2 separate regions of the Rattus norvegicus genome follow, and region 2 is linked to region 1. The links are chromatin contacts, called in public Hi-C maps. All regions are on one chromosome and are shown on one strand. Each heading gives the region's core, a stretch centred on a gene start, on an enhancer-like site or on the middle of the called end of the contact. The rest is flanking DNA. Distances are from core to core; before and after follow the strand shown.

Region 1 (7,837 bases), core at 2,545-5,044:
TGATCAGGACTTCTTCACTCACCCAAACTTTCCCTCTGCCCAGGACCCAGCCTTCAGAAACATTATACACTAGGATAGATGTGAACACTGACTAAGTAGTTCGATAAGTAGTAACTAGCACTTTGTTTCTGCCTCTAGAATTAGGCCATGCCTATAGAACTAGGATCATTACTGTGAGAGACAATGTTGAGTGGCATACTCCTGTAACCCCAGCACTGGGAGGCTGAGGTACAAGAATGAGTTCCAGGCCAGCCAGACTCTCTATACAACAAGGATCTGGATCAAAAGAAGAAAAAGGAGAAAAAAGTTTCTGAACAAAATGACAGAAGCCAGGAGAGAAACATGGAAAACACACTGTCTCTTATAGTCTTCAGGAGGACCCATGTTCTTAGACCTTGGTCTGGGCTCTCCAGTTCCAGAACTGAGATCATACATCTCCATTGTTGAAGCACATTTTATAATATTTATATTACTCGAGCAAGTGAGTACATACACTTTATACCTTTTAACTTTTTTGTCTCCCCAATAAGAATCTAAACCCATGAGTATCTATAGAGAGTTTTCACAGGAATTCTCGACATGTAGAATAACATCTGGTACACTGTATCTCTGAATAGTCATTGATAACAGTAGCATTCATGAATACATATGGATGTACATATATATATATTATGTATGTATGTATGTATGTATGTATGTATGTACAGAGATAGAGTCCTTGACTTGGAATGGCTCATTTTTTTTTACTTTACAATGATATGATATAAAAGTGGCATATATTCAGGAGAAAATGCACTCTTTTTTTCTCTCCTAACCTATTTTCGGTAGTATTGGAGTGGAACCCATGGCCTCACCAGGGACTCAGTAAGTATTATAGCACTAGCTACATCCCCAGTCCAGAACTTTTGGAATGATCTTTATACTTAGTTATTTAACTTGTATGGGTGTTTTCCTCGCATGTCTGTCTGTGTGCCTGGTATCCATGGAGTCCAGAAGAGGATATCAAATTCTCTAGAACTGGAGTCATAGACAATTGTTAGCTACCATATGGGTGCTGGGAATTGAACCCACATGAATTGAATTAACTGCCAATTGTCTTAACAAGTTGTTTTCAACCTAGTGACTGGCAGTCAGTAACACACTGCCTTATGTTGCTGGACTGTGGCAGTAAGTTGTAGCTCCCAGTCAGCCACGCTTTCACCAAGGGAAATGACAGATGGCTTTACACTTCTGTGTGGCCAGCATTTTTCTTTGGACAAGTATGCAATAAATTACTTAAGTTATTCGCCACCATCACTAGTTAGACTTTGTGTTAGATGACTCTGTCCAACAACAGGCGAATTTAATTGTTCTGAGCAGGTTCAAGGTAGATAAGGCTAAGCTATGCCACGGCTGTTCAGTAGATTAGGGCCAGTAAGTAAGTGCACTTCAAATTAATAGTATTCTTATTTATAATTGGTCTGTTGGGATATGACTCTTTCAAGTTAAAAAAAATAAAAGAAAGTCAAGGGACATCTGAACTTTGGAGGAAATGATCTTTTTTAAACGTGTTTTCATTTGAAAAAATTTACAAGAAAATGTTCTTAATTTATAAAGCAATAACTGAAAATTTTATCAATTTACAATAAAATATACACTACCTTATACCAACTTTTGGGGTGTGGGCCCTGCTTCTGGTTTTCAGACGTTAGTAATAACAGAGTGCTTTAGGCTATAAATATGTATATGCATTAGATAGAAGAGTCCACCATCAGAATGCCCCTCTCCCCATTGCTGGTTGGGTGTGTTTTGTTTAAAGTTTGTTCTTTTCCTGTTTGAAGCAAGAGGTTAGTGGTCAGAAACCCATTCCCCAAGTGTATGTGGTGGCATGCATCTGCAATTTCAGCACTCCTGGGACTCAAGGCGGAGAGGTATGATTGTTCTGGGTCAACTAAACAAAGAGACTTTACCACCACCACTACCACCACCAAAAGGAAAAAAAAAAAAAAAACCGCCCCCATATCCTCTTTCTCTTACATCTGGGTAGATGAATGTATGTCTTCGAAAATTATGAAAGAACCATTCCAATTTTATTTTTGTTCATGTAAATAAGAGTCACTTTCACAAGAACTCTTAGGGTTTTGATTTGGGTGTTTTGGTGTCTCCCTCCCTCCACCCCCGCCCTGTCATACTCAGTATTTCTCAACTGTCCTGACAGGTTGCTAAGATCTGGAGGGTAAGGAAGCAGGCACTTTCTACATACTTGAAGGAAGTATAAGAGATAGGCGCTCAACTCAATGCTTTGGATGCTCTGCTGGCCAGAGGTACATTTTGGCTTCTTTCACAGGTAGACAAAGAAAGGATGGAATCCAGAAACATCAACGGAGTGAAGAGTCTTCCTTCAAATACCCACTTCTCAAGTTCAGACATAACCAGGGAGCTAGGCTTGTGCTCTGACTTCGATTGGACTCCTCTCAGAACCTCGTCTCTAAAGTTTCAGCGCTCACAAGGCAGAGGCAGGAGGATGGAGTTTGAAGAAAACCGGGGCTATCTCAAGCCCAATGAGCCAAACAATAAAACTGGTCTCAGTTTCCCATGATAGGCACTGGCCACAACTTAAGAGTTTAAAGAAAAACGATGGACACATAAAAAAAGGCTAAAATTTTAAAAGATTACTTCAAGTTTGAAGGTGTGGCTCAAGAGAACATGGGATGAAAAGACCACACTCCTGTGCTTGAGTAAGGGTAAGGAATAGACTGGGTCAAGGTCGCAAGCACTTGAGTTTCTCTCAGTGGCTGCCTTTTTCTGGTGCTGTCAAGCCTAACAGATCAGCAGAACAAAAGGTCTTGTTCTGAATGGTGGTGAACCTATGCAAACACTCAGGTCTACGGTGGCTGTTCCCCAGGGCCATCTTGTTTTCAGGTTCATTTGAGTTCCTCTGTGTTAGAGCCCACCCTATGTTCTTGCATCACCAAGGGACCCTACTGCAAACCCAAGTCCAGTGTGACCTTGGGCATCCTTCAAATTCCGGGTGGTGCAAGCTTCCCCGCTCTGCAGTGAGCAAGGCTCTTCTGGAGTTGCAGGTTCACCAAGAGGCCTTCCATGAAACCTCCCAAACCCCAAGTCCTCTCCCAACAAACAGCGGGACCAGGAGGAGCAGCCTCGAGGCTGCCGGGTCTACACTCTTAACAGTTCCTGCCTCACGCGGGACGCGCTCCCGTACTGCCCCACGTTCGCGCAGGCTGGGGCACTCGGCCAAAGCAGGTTTGAGATGTCAGCCGCGTGGGCTGAGGATGTTCGGTGCCCGCCGCCGATGGGAGGCAGCGTGAGCCCGAGAGAGCCGAGAGCGATCACGGTGGCCGCGCTCGAGCGCAGCCTCCTCCCGCTCCCACAATGCATAGGGCGGCGGCGGCGGCGGCTGCACCGCGCGCCGCTGAGGAGACAGAGGAGGCTACCGAGACCAGGCCTCTGAGGAGGCGAAGCGGCTGAGGAAACTGAGGGAGACGGGGGGCTGAGGACGCGAGGCTGCTGAGGAGACCGCCACGGCTGTGTGTGCGGAGCAGGCGGCTGGGGAGACTGAGGCGGGACGCGGCTGCTACCCGGAGCCCACGAGCACGCGCCTCGGGCTCACGCGGCCGGTGAACCCCGGAGGTGATGACTGTCAGGCTCCCGCCCGCCGCTAGCGCCTGACGCGCCCCGCCCCGCCCGGGCCCGCCCGCCAGCTTGGCCCGCCCTGCCCGGCCGGGCCCTTCCCCTGCTCCCCGCCCGCCGCCGTTTCACCCGCGCGGGCGGCCGCCACGCGAGCTGCGGCCTCCGCCCAGGCGGGGGGCGTCGGCGCTGGGCCCGCCATGGCCGCGTCCGAGCTCTACACCAAGGTAACGCGCGCCGCGGGGCCGTGCCCTGGGGAGGGGTCGCGCGCCCGGGACCGTGGTTGTAGGACCGGCGGGTTCCACGGGACTGCACCTCCCTACCCGGCTGCACCTCCCTGCCCTGCCTCCCGATCCCATTTCGGATGGGATGCTCTTGGGCAGATAGATGCTCGAGCCGCTCTCTCGGGACTCGTGCTTAAAATAACGTCCTGTGCGGGTATGCGCTAGGCAACCTCTCCAGGAGATTATTTCGGATTCTGCAGATCTAGCCAGTCCACTTTCACCTTTAGCTGCGGGGTTCTTGCCATTGGCCTGGGGTGCGGAGCCTTTGGGAAGATGCTGCCCGGAGATGGCGAGCTTATTCTTAGGCTCGTCGGTGGCTGGGAGTTTGCAACCTGCGCGTTATCCCCGAGAGCCTCGTTAGCTGTGTCCTCACCCTCCTTTCCGGCGAGCCTTTCCCCTTTGGTCTTCGTTTAGGGGAAGTAGCAGCCTTTTCAGTCGTAAACCGACGCCCATATTCTCAGGGTCTGGTAATCTCTGAATGGCGTATTTTTGGAGAGACTGTTCAGAAAATCTGCGTTGGGCAGCGCGTGGTGTATGCATTCGTGGTATCTTATGTTATGGTTTCAATAAGTGTTTTGCCAGCTAATGATTATTAAAATTATTTCTAATCCCACTCAACAGAATTGCCTTAACTTTTCTAGTTCACGTTTTCAAAATTTTACCAGAATCCATATCTTTCTGTCTCTCTCGATCTCTGCCTTTGTCTCTGGCATGGAGAGTGAATGTAGGGCCTCATGCATACTAGGTAAACCCTTTACCACTGAGCTATATATAGATAGCCCCGGCTTTCTGGGCTCTTCTTTTAGCAGTTTGGAATCATTCCTTGCACACGTGACACCAATAAGCCCAGAGCCCAAATTGCAACCTTGAGGAAAGAAATCTGGATGGGGCATCCAGATACCTGCATCTGGTCTAGACCTTTCCACCAACCGTGTGCCATTTGGCAAACTGCATAACCTCTCTGGTTCAGGTTTCTTACTTGTAAATAGAGTTAATTTTATGTGTCCTCTTGACCTTCCTTACAAGCTGTTGTGAGGATCAAATTTAATACTATTTGTGAAAGCATTCTGTGACCTCTGACTTTTTTTTTAAACAAATATGAGGTATATGATTAATTTCTTCCATCCATGAAATGAAGAGCTTGCATGAACCTGGGACTTTCTTTCTAGCCCTAGATTTAAGAAGTGTACAATTAGAACATTTCTCTAAAGCTAGTAATTTCTTTTGGCATGGCAAGTCTATAAGACTATCATTGGAAACTGATTAAAAGTTACCTTATTAACTTATATAGTACAGTTCTAAGTGTTTTGCAAGTACTAACTCATTTAATCATTGCAGTTAATGTACGAAGTAGATACAAGTATCAATTACGTCCCTGTGAAGAGCTGTCACATTGTTACATTGTTCTGTCCTGTCTGGCCCCCTACCAGACCCCTGCCATCAGTCCATCTTGGACCTGCTAATTATAGGCTGATAAGCAAAAATTGGGTGGTAAGTAGCTGGACTTCTCTAGACCTGTTTTTCACCCCCACAAGATATTTTGTAGGGAAAATGGGGAAGGTGTTGTCTTTTTTTTTTTTTTTTTTTTTTTGGAGCTGAGGACCAAACCCAGAGCCTTGCGCTTGAGGTGTTGTCATTTTTAAATTATAAAGTTTTGGGGGTTCCATCACAGCCTTATGGGTGATAGAATTCATCTTATATAGTCTTCTTAGATACAGATTGTCACTGAAACAGGTTGGGACTTAAGGGGCTTTTTCCTAAATTCAGATATACCTCAGAATAGCCTTATTCTGTAGTTGTTTGTGGATTGATTTGTGAACGGGCCTTAGTTTAATGACAGGAGGGAATATTTATTGTCCTATATACCAAATACTCTGTCTGGTGTTTAGAGTTTCTAACAGTGGACAAATCATAGTCCTTTCCTCATAGGACTCACAGTCTACTTATTATATTCTTGACCCACTTTGAATCTCCAAGGGCATAAATAACCTGCTGTTACCTTAACAACAGGCAGGCAGATGTGTTAGCAGGACATAGGTGATGTCTCTGGATGTGGCAAATGTTGGAATGATTCTAGAGGACCGAGTAGTATTAGGAGAAGAAAGGAAACCATTAGAAGAAATGTCAGTATAACCCAAGTATCTGTCCCTTGCAGACAATTGTAGAGAGGGAAGTGGTGGATAGATTTCAAGGAAAACATGTTACTGACATGCCATAATTATGATATTCAGCATGTGATTAAATATGAAAAGTGCCCTTTTAAAAGTTGTCATCAGACCTTTGAGGCAGATTTTGATGTGTGATACAGATCAGCTCCTATTACAGTGAAGGGCATGGGACTGTTCAATTTATTTTCTTAAGTTAGAATGATAATGGTTTTGACATAGCAATTTAGCAGGGTTTTCATTTCATAAAAATTTCTAGAAGTTTAAATATTTAAGAGCAATAGCTTAATACCTAGATATAATGTTTCTTAAGACTAACATTTTGGTTAAAGCATATTTGTTGATTTTTCCAGTAGGGTTTTTTTTAATTACAGTACTATTGAGTTACTTTTTTAAAAAGATGTAGCATATAATATTTGAGATTTATTTTTTCTTTTACTGGATTTTTTTAGTTTACATTTTAAATGTTATCCCCTTTCCCAGTTTCCCCACCAGAAACCCGCTATCCCATCCCCTCCCCTCCCCTGCCACCCCCAGTACTGTGAGGATGCTCCCTCACCCACCCACCTACTCCCTCCCACCTCGATGCCCTAACATTCCTTTACATTGGGGCATTGAACCTTGACAGGACCAAGGGCCTCTCCTCCCATTGATATCTGACAAGGCCATCCTCTGCTACATATGCAGATGGAGCCATAGGTCCATCCCTATGTTTACTTGGAATGCTAGTTTAGTCCCTGGGAGCTCTCAGGGCTCTGGTTGGTTGGTATTGTTCTTCTTATGGGGTTGCAAATTCCTTCAGCTACTTCAGTCCTTTCTCTAACTCCTCTATTGGGGACCCTGTTCTCAGTTCAATGATTGGCTGTGAACATCTGCCTCTGTATTTGTCAAGCTCTGGCAGAGCCTCTCAGGAGACAGCTATATCAGGCTCCTGTCAGCATGCTCTTCTTGGCATCCACAATATTGTCTGGGTTTGGTGTCTGTATATGGGATGGACTCCCCCAGGTTGGGCAGTCTCTGGATAGCCTTTTCTTCAGTCTCTGTTCCATACATTATCTCCATATTTCTTCCTGTGAGTATTTTTGTTCCCCTTTCTAAGAAGGTCTGAAGCACTTTGGTCATCCTTCTTCTTGAGCTTCATGTGGTTTGTTAATTGTATCTTGGGTATTCCGAGCTTTTGGGCTAATATCCACTTATCAGTGAGTGCATACCATATGTGTTTTTCTGTGATTGGTTTACCTCACTCAAAATGATACTTTTAAGTTTCATCCATTTGCCTAAAAATTTCATGAAGTCATTGTTTTTAATAGCTGAATAGTATTCCATTGTGAAAATGTACCAGATTTTCTGTATCCATTCCTCTGTTGAAGGGCATCTGGGTTCTTTCCAGTTCTGGCTATTATAAATAAGACTGGTATGAACATAGTGGAGCATGTGTCCTTGTTATATGTTGGGTATATGCCCAGGAGTGGTATAGCTGGGTCCTCAGGTAGTACTATGTCCAATTTTCTGAGGAACCTCCAGACTGATTTCCAGAATGGTTGTATCAGCTTGCAATCCCACCAACAATGGAAGAATGTTCTTCTTTACATCCTCACCAGCATCTATTGTCACCTGAGATTTTGATCTTAGCCATTCTGACTGGTGAAATCTCAAGGTTGTTTTGATTTACATTTCCGTGATGACTAAGGATGTTAAACCAGATATACTGAAACTAATAGAAGAAAGAGTGGGGAAGAGCCTTGAACACATGGGCATAGG
Region 2 (7,837 bases), core at 2,763-5,262, 99 kb after region 1:
AGATGCAGTTAAAAACACTTGCTGTTCTTGCAGAGGACATAGGTTTGGTTCCCAGCACCCACGTGGCATGTCATGGCCATCCTTCCAGTCCACGGGAGCCAGCGTCTTTTGGACTCTACAGACACTGGACAGACACTGGTCATGACAAAGTGAACATTATGTACATGCAAGCAAAACTCTCACACACAGTTTTTTTCTTTAAAAACAAAGAAACAATAAGGTGGTCTTTTATGAGGTAAGAGTTGTGTATGAGACAGAAGACAAATTGTTAGGGATAGATGGTGATGCTGTAGACAGCCTGACGATTTTGTATAGTCACCTGAAGGGTTTGCGAGACACAGATTGCTAGCCTCTACCTGTAGAATTTCTCATTCAGTTGGTCTAGGATGGGCCCAATAACTTAACCACCTTCTCTCCTATACTTTATTTTTTTCTATTCTGTAGATAGAACCCAGGGCTTTGCAATGCTAGGCAAATATTGTATCACTAGCTAAATTCCATTATCATTTCTAACAGTTCCCTGGGCCTACACAGTACACATAGAAAAATCTCTAATCTGAGTCTTGATGAGTTTGAAATTCATGCAAAGGTTGCTTAAAATTTATTTTTCTTGTACCTTACTATGAAGTACTCATTCATAATTACTAGCTATTGATTAAATGTAATTCTTTTTTGATATTTTTCCCCTTTGAAAGAACTAAGGATCCCATTTTAGTTCTGATTTTTAAGATTTATTGTGGTTTTGGGGTTTTTTGTTTTGTTTTTTCAGTTTAGCCCCACTCCTTTCTAACCTGGGTTCAGATGGGAATATGAAGCAGAGAGCTGAGACATTCATGCAGCTGCCTCCTCCCCCAGCCCCTGGGGGGTCTGACCTGGACCTAGTGGAGGCAGAGGTAGTAGCTGAGCTCCTCAGGGGAAAAGGACCTAGCTAGGGTTCCTGTGTAAATGTTATTGTATCATTTTAGGCTTTTCAAATATATTTTATAGTTTCTAATTTTTTAGCTTCATGTTTAAAGGGATATGTGCAAAAACTGAGTTTCTCTGTATTTTGCTTAGAATTTCAGACACAGTAGTAATTAATATATGTAAAGTCTTCCTTTTTTGATATGAAAGTAGGTAATGATTTGCATGCTTACACCTGAGGCAGATCACCCCAATCACATGCATATCTCTTCCTACCCTACAGCTCTGCTTACAAAAGCAGCATGCATGACTGTATTTCTTATGGAAAAGCTTCTAGATCTTGTATACCTGTGGAAGGTGGTAGGCACCCTCACGAGGCATATGTAGTTTTGGAGACTGTTGAGGTACACTGTGTAGACACTTATCCTTAGTACGAACACAGAGATTTGGAAGGATTGGTTATTGGTTGTTTTTGTTTTGTTTTTAATTTTTATTTTCTGTGTTTTTCTTCCTGCCTTATTCGTCATACTGGTGTTTTTGTCTCTTCAGCTGCTCAAGGATTGTATTGCCTGATGTAATCTTACAGCGGGTCACTCAAAGGGAGTGTCAACATCTCCATTTCCTTGAGATGTTTAAAGTCCAAACAAGCAAATAGTAGCTGCATAGAACCCACAACCAGTTTGAGGCCTCAGATAATAACTCCAGGTAGAATAATTCTGGAAAATAACTCTTAGGCTACCATTTTCTCTAAAATCCTTTTTATTTACACAACTTATAAAGGATCAACAATCTGGCTCCATTAGTTCGTTGAAATGTAGATCAGGGTTTAGATGATAGATTCATCTTTTTACTGATTCTAATTCTAGATTTTTTTCTATCTTTAATTTCTTTTATAAGGTCATTATTTCTCCTTATATTTATTATTTCTCCCCTAACATAGGACAAGGATAAATACCAGTTTGGTAAGACAAAGATCTTTTTTCGTGCTGGTCAAGTGGCCTATCTAGAAAAATTGAGGGCTGACAAACTGAGGGCGGCCTGCATCCGGATCCAGAAGACGATTCGTGGGTGGCTGCTGAGGAAGAGATACCTGTGTATGCAGAGGGCAGCCATCACAGTGCAGCGATACGTGCGTGGCTATCAGGCTCGATGGTGGGTCTCCTTATGGCCTCATGGGCCTCCTCTAGCGCATGGTCCACTCTTGGACAGGTCCCAGTGAGAAGATAGTGTCACAGTCACTGTTAGTTTCAAAGCTTAGCAAATTAGCTCACAAGACAATTTAAAAGAGTAAATTCTTACGTAGATTTATGATAGTAAAGATTTGAATTGCTACCGACTTAGGTCCTTAGAATTTGTACACCTTCTACTTTAACATGGAGCTTGAAGAAATTGTATGTAAATTAAAAGAACCACGAATATGAGACAGATAATCTTGTCTCTACTGAGAGCAATTAACTAAGAAAATTCTAGCAAAAAATCATATTTCAGTATGAAATAATGAAATACATAGAGGTACAAGTGAAAGTGAATTAATGGTGAAGCACGTATACTCAGATTCAGGAAAAGATGTTACTTGAAAAGTGATCTACAATAACAGTAAGGTAAGTTTGGAATTACAGTGTGCATCAGTTTGCTGTGTGAAGGGAACTACGATCCTGTCCTAGAAAGAGGAAAGTGTTATGAACTTCTTTTCTTTTCTGTAAAATGTGGCAATATGGGACATCCTGCTTTTCAAAATTAGGGAAACCCCAATGAGAAAGTAGTTCAGAAGCTACACATTGCTGAACACACGTGAGCATAAGTGCTTATCTTGGTGAATATTAGAATACAGTGAGGTTCTTCTCGGGATACCTAAGACACTGACATTGACGGTTCGCAGTCCTGGTGAGTGACAGTGCACCACTCTTGTCTTTGGGCAGCTATGCTAAGTTTCTGCGCAGAACCAAGGCAGCAACCACCATTCAGAAGTACTGGCGCATGTATGTGGTCCGCAGGAAGTACAAGATTAGACGAGCTGCCACCATTGTTCTTCAGTCTTATTTGAGAGGCTACTTGGCAAGAAATAGGTATCGCAAGGTAAGACACTGTTCTCAAGGCTGTTCATGCATTCCAGCAATACTAATCACATTCTCCATCTGTACTTAGTGCCATCTAGATGGCTGTGGGCAAAGAAGCCATGTAGACAACACAGAAGAAAATATACGTCCCATTTCCGTTTGTCTGTACAGCTTTTAAAGTTGAATAAGTGAATGTGAAACGAAAATCACAAACTTGGTTGCTAAAAACAATCGTGCTTATTTTCTCAGCCTTCTGGAGGCCAAAAGTCCAGAACCACTGGACTATAATCAGGATATCAGCAGTATCACATTCCCTAAAAGCCCAAAATATAAGCATTCATCGTTCCTCCCAGTGGTGGCCTACAATCCCGCACCTGTGACCACATTGCTTCTATCTCTGCTCTATCTTTATATCATCTGTCTCTTATGAAACAATGATGGGGCTGGTTAGATCCCCAGAACCCACAGCATGGAAGGAAACAATCAGCCGACAAGTATGTTCCCCCACAAAATAATTGTTTTTAAAGATTTTTTTAAATTATGGTATTTAGATCCCACCTTCATAATCCAGGATAACATCCCCATCTCAAGATCTTTAACCTAGTCATATCTGTGAAGTCCCTTTTTCCAAATAAGATCACAATTACAAGTTCTAGGTATTAGGACTTTATTGGGGACCATTATTCAGACAGATATAGAGAGATAAGCTACACAAATAGGTTAAATATATGACAGAAGATAAACCTAAGGAGAAAAACTTAGAAAAATTCATTATGGTGAAGAGGAAATAGATATATTTGTATGTTTAAAGTTATATTGACTAGAATGTGGTACGTCTTTAATTCAGTGTGTGTGTGTGTGTGTGTGTGTGTGTGTGTGTGTGTGTGTGTGTGTGTGCAAGTTGTACATACATATGTAGAGACCAGAGCAGGACTTCAGTTACCTTGAGACAGTGTCTCTCACTAAACCCGAAGCTCATTGTCTTGGCCAGGCTAGTCAGCCCGCACGCAAACTCCCAAGATCAGCTTGTCACCATCTCCCAGTTCTGGGGTTATGGAGATAAGTGTCTATTCTTGGGTTTTTATGTGGGTGCTGGGGATTCACACAAAGATCCTCCTGTTTGTATAGCAAGCAATTCTTATGCACTAAGCCATCCTCCAAGCCTCACAAATCTTTTTTGCATGTGGCACCAGGGTTGAATTCAAGACTGCATGCATAATAACCATGCACTTGTCTACTAAGCCACACTCTGTCCTCAAAGTGACCTTTGTATCTTAGAATAATTGATGTTACTCTGTAGATCAGAGATCACCAACGAATCTTTTTAAAAACATGTGTGTGTGTGTATGTATGTATTAAAAAGACTATCATGACTTTATGTTACATTTTCTTGCTTTTAGCTTTCTCTTTTAAACTCTGTTCCTTTACCTTGGCATCCGTAACAGATTCCTGCTGCATTCAAAACAGCAGCAATAGGAAATCCTAGAATGATACACCTGAAATGTGGCCAACAAGTACATCATCAACTTTAGGCTGAGGAAGGTGGCACACACCTTTAATCCCAGCACTAAATGGGCAGAGGCAGTTGGATCTCCATAGTTTTGAGGCTAGCCTGGTCTACAACCAGACCAACCAGGGCTACCTAGAGAGACCCTATCTCAAACAAACAAAAACAATGTCACCTCCTGTGTTCAAGGGTGGAGTCAATAAGTCATTAATAACCTTTCACTATATCAGCCAACTTACTGGCTGTCCCCATGACCTCATGTACCAACTTAGCACACAGAGACTCAGTGCAGTGGCAAAATCTATTTTAATAACACATAGTTCATAAAGTACCTAGTTTTTAGTTTTATAAGACCTCCTACCAGCAGAAATCATATACCAGTAAAGAAACTGATGCATTTTTTTGTGTTCTTCATAGAACTTTTTTCTTTTGGCAATCTGGTATTTTTTTATTTAGATTGCTTCCAATTCTGTTTTGTTAGTAGTTGTGTGTGTGTGTGTGTGTGTGTGTGTGTGTGTGTGTGTGTGTGTCCCCACACACACAATAAAATGTAATTAGAAAAGTGGACATTGAAAGTTTATTTGGAATTTGGAAAGGACTATACTGATATATTGAGATATTGCCTTTATATTTCTATGATTTATAATCCACATAAGAACACAGTTGATTTAATTTTTTCTTCCTCTCGAGGTATGGATTCTCAATTTGACACACTTAGGCAGATAGACTTGAACTTTGAGTCTAGTCTAGAGTCTCAGGTTATCTTCCTTTTTCTGCAGATACTCCGTGAGCACAAAGCAGTCATCATTCAGAAACGTGTCCGTGGCTGGCTGGCTCGTACACATTATAAGAGGACCATGAAAGCCATCATCTACCTTCAATGCTGCTTCCGGCGGATGATGGCCAAGCGTGAGCTGAAGAAACTCAAAATTGAGGCTCGCTCTGTGGAACGCTACAAGAAGCTCCATATTGGCATGGAAAACAAGATTATGCAGCTGCAACGCAAAGTGGATGAGCAGGTGGTTTAAAGGAGCCCTGAAGCTAGAGCACATCGAAGGGATCCACTGGGGTTGTTCTTAGTTGCGTGAGTCTCAGGGACAGACAGGATCTTTTTAACACAGCCTACTCCACACCTGTTTGATCTTGAGTCACATTGTAATTTATACTTTGCAGACCTCTTTCACCACTTCTCTGTTTGTGCGCACTCTCCAACAGTTGTTTGGCACTGCAGTGGCAGGAGAAGCAGGAAAATGTCCGTGTGTCTGTGAAGCCCACAGTCTGTTTGCAGAGAGGAAATTCTATTGCTTAGCAGTAGTTACTAAGTAGTATTCTAGCACATGCAAATGATCTAAAGGTAACTAAGAATGTCTATGGAAGAGATAAGGACAGCAAGGGGACAAGGCCCACAATGAAATAGGATTCATGGATTCTCTAAATGCAATGAGAAATTTGAGATTTGTGAGGAACTGCTTTATCACTCTTATTCATCTTCTATCTAGTATGTGGCTTATTTTTTATTAGCCCCAAGTTCTGACCTGTGGTAGGTAGATAGTATCACTTAGCTAAATCTCAGGTCTTAAGCTAAGCATAGTGGCTTAAGCCTGTATTCTAGGTATGGAGGAGGCTGAGTGGAGAACTGCCTCCATGAAAGTGCTAGGAATTGAAGCAAATTTCCTGTAAGAGCAGCTAGTGTCCTTAATCAGTGAGCCATTCTCTCTAGCCCCTCCCCTTTACTTCTGGATTAAAAATTAGGAAATTTTGGGACTGGAGGGATGGTTAAGAACGTTCCAGAGTCCTCTGAGTTCAGCTTTCAGCTCCCTTTAGTGTCATGTAAAACTGTACTCCAAAGGGATTTGATGCCCTCTTCTGGTGTGGAGATGTGCATACAGACAAAACACCCATATACATAAAGTACGTAAGTAAATAAATCTTTACAAAATAATTAGGAATGTAAGAGTTTACTGCGAAACTTGTGATTATGAGAAAATCAAATTTTTGTTGTATATTATATAAAACAGAATTAATTGCTCTGTGTTGTTCTTTTTTGTGTAATGAAGAAACCATTTGTTAGATTATGGAAGCCAAGCAGGTAGAAACTAATACCATATCCTTATCTACTTACACTAAGGAAGTGTGTTGCCATTCTGTCCTGGTTCTGATGTTCAATGTGGTTTTGTTGGTTTTTGTTTTTGTTTTTTAAGACAGGGTCCCACTCTTTAGACCAGGCTGGCCCTTGAACTCACAAAGATCTACCTGCCTCTGCCTCCCAAGTGCTAGGATTAAAGGAGTGTGCCACCACACCCAGCTCAATGTTGTTTTTAATGCAGGGTTATATTATGATCATTTTAGTACAGCAATTTTGGCCATCTTGATGCTATGATGATGTATTAAAATTTATAGCTGGAATATCATGGCATAACCAGCCTTTAATCCAAGCACTTCAGACTGAGACAGAGGCAGGTGGATCTTTATGAGTGTGAGGCCAGCCTGGTCTACAAGGTAAGTTCCAGGTCAGCCTGGGTTACATAGTGAGATCTTTTTTTTTTTTTTTTTTTTTTTTGGTTCTTTTTTTTCGGAGCTGGGGATCGAACCCAGGGCCTTGCGCTTCCTAGGTAAGCGCTCTACCACTGAGCTAAATCCCCAGCCCCACATAGTGAGATCTTGTCTTGAAAACAGAATCCATAAGACTTGTTGGTACACACCTAAAATCTGAGGATCATGAGTTAGAGGCTTTGGGGTTGCATAATGAGTTTAGCTAGACTAAATAGTAAGACCCACTCTCCAAAACAAAACAGTAAAACCTAGATGGATATAATTAATGGGCATGGTAACCTCACTGCATACATTTGGTCATTCATACTATTAATAGTTACTTATTGTTACTAATGTCTGTATTTTAAGAATAAAGACTACAAATGCCTCATGGAGAAACTGACCAATCTAGAAGGAGTATACAACTCTGAGACTGAAAAACTACGAAATGATGTAGAACGTCTTCAGCTAAGCGAGGAGGAAGCTAAGGTTGCCACTGGGAGAGTGCTTAGTCTGCAGGAAGAAATTGCAAAACTCCGAAAAGACCTGGAACAAACTCGATCGGAGAAAAAGTCCATTGAAGAACGAGCAGATAAATACAAACAAGAAACTGAGCAGGTAGGAAACAGTATTCCTATCCCCGTTGCCCCATGCAGCAAAGTAAATGCCATCATCCTGACCTAGTCCATGTGAGTCTATATTCATTTTAATCAAAGACATATTGCAAATTTTATTGGGCTTACTGTTTATACCAATGTTTCCCAAATACCTCTGCCCCATGATCAACAAGTAGGCTGGAGTCTTGGGCTAGAACATTTAACTCTAGTAAGAATAGAGA

What was found. A called contact is a pair of places that touch in the nucleus more often than the background predicts.
Region 2: a contact with region 1 is called in a Hi-C map of Schwann cells, with 2.6 times the contacts expected there. The contact joins the enhancer-like site here to the promoter of Myo5a in region 1. A contact is called at or near these places in 2 of 12 Hi-C or Micro-C datasets (the A7r5 cell line and Schwann cells) and 1 of 1 datasets of contacts at active chromatin or transcription factors (oligodendrocytes).

Annotation. Positions count from the first base shown.
Region 1 is chr8:84,689,155-84,696,991 of GRCr8, forward strand. Myo5a (myosin VA) reads left to right here and starts at 3,795. Exons shown (of 40, transcript NM_022178.2): 1 at 3,795-3,854. The coding sequence starts at 3,828.
Region 2 is chr8:84,788,314-84,796,150 of GRCr8, forward strand. Myo5a (myosin VA) reads left to right here. Exons shown (of 40, transcript NM_022178.2): 19 at 1,844-2,055; 20 at 2,823-2,979; 21 at 5,247-5,486; 22 at 7,369-7,617. Among named protein-coding and RNA genes, the nearest start is that of Myo5c, 78 kb to the right of the region's middle. Within about 2 kb of position 4,013, at least 5 of the 93 cell types and tissues checked have an H3K27ac peak or open chromatin away from gene starts, as enhancers often do.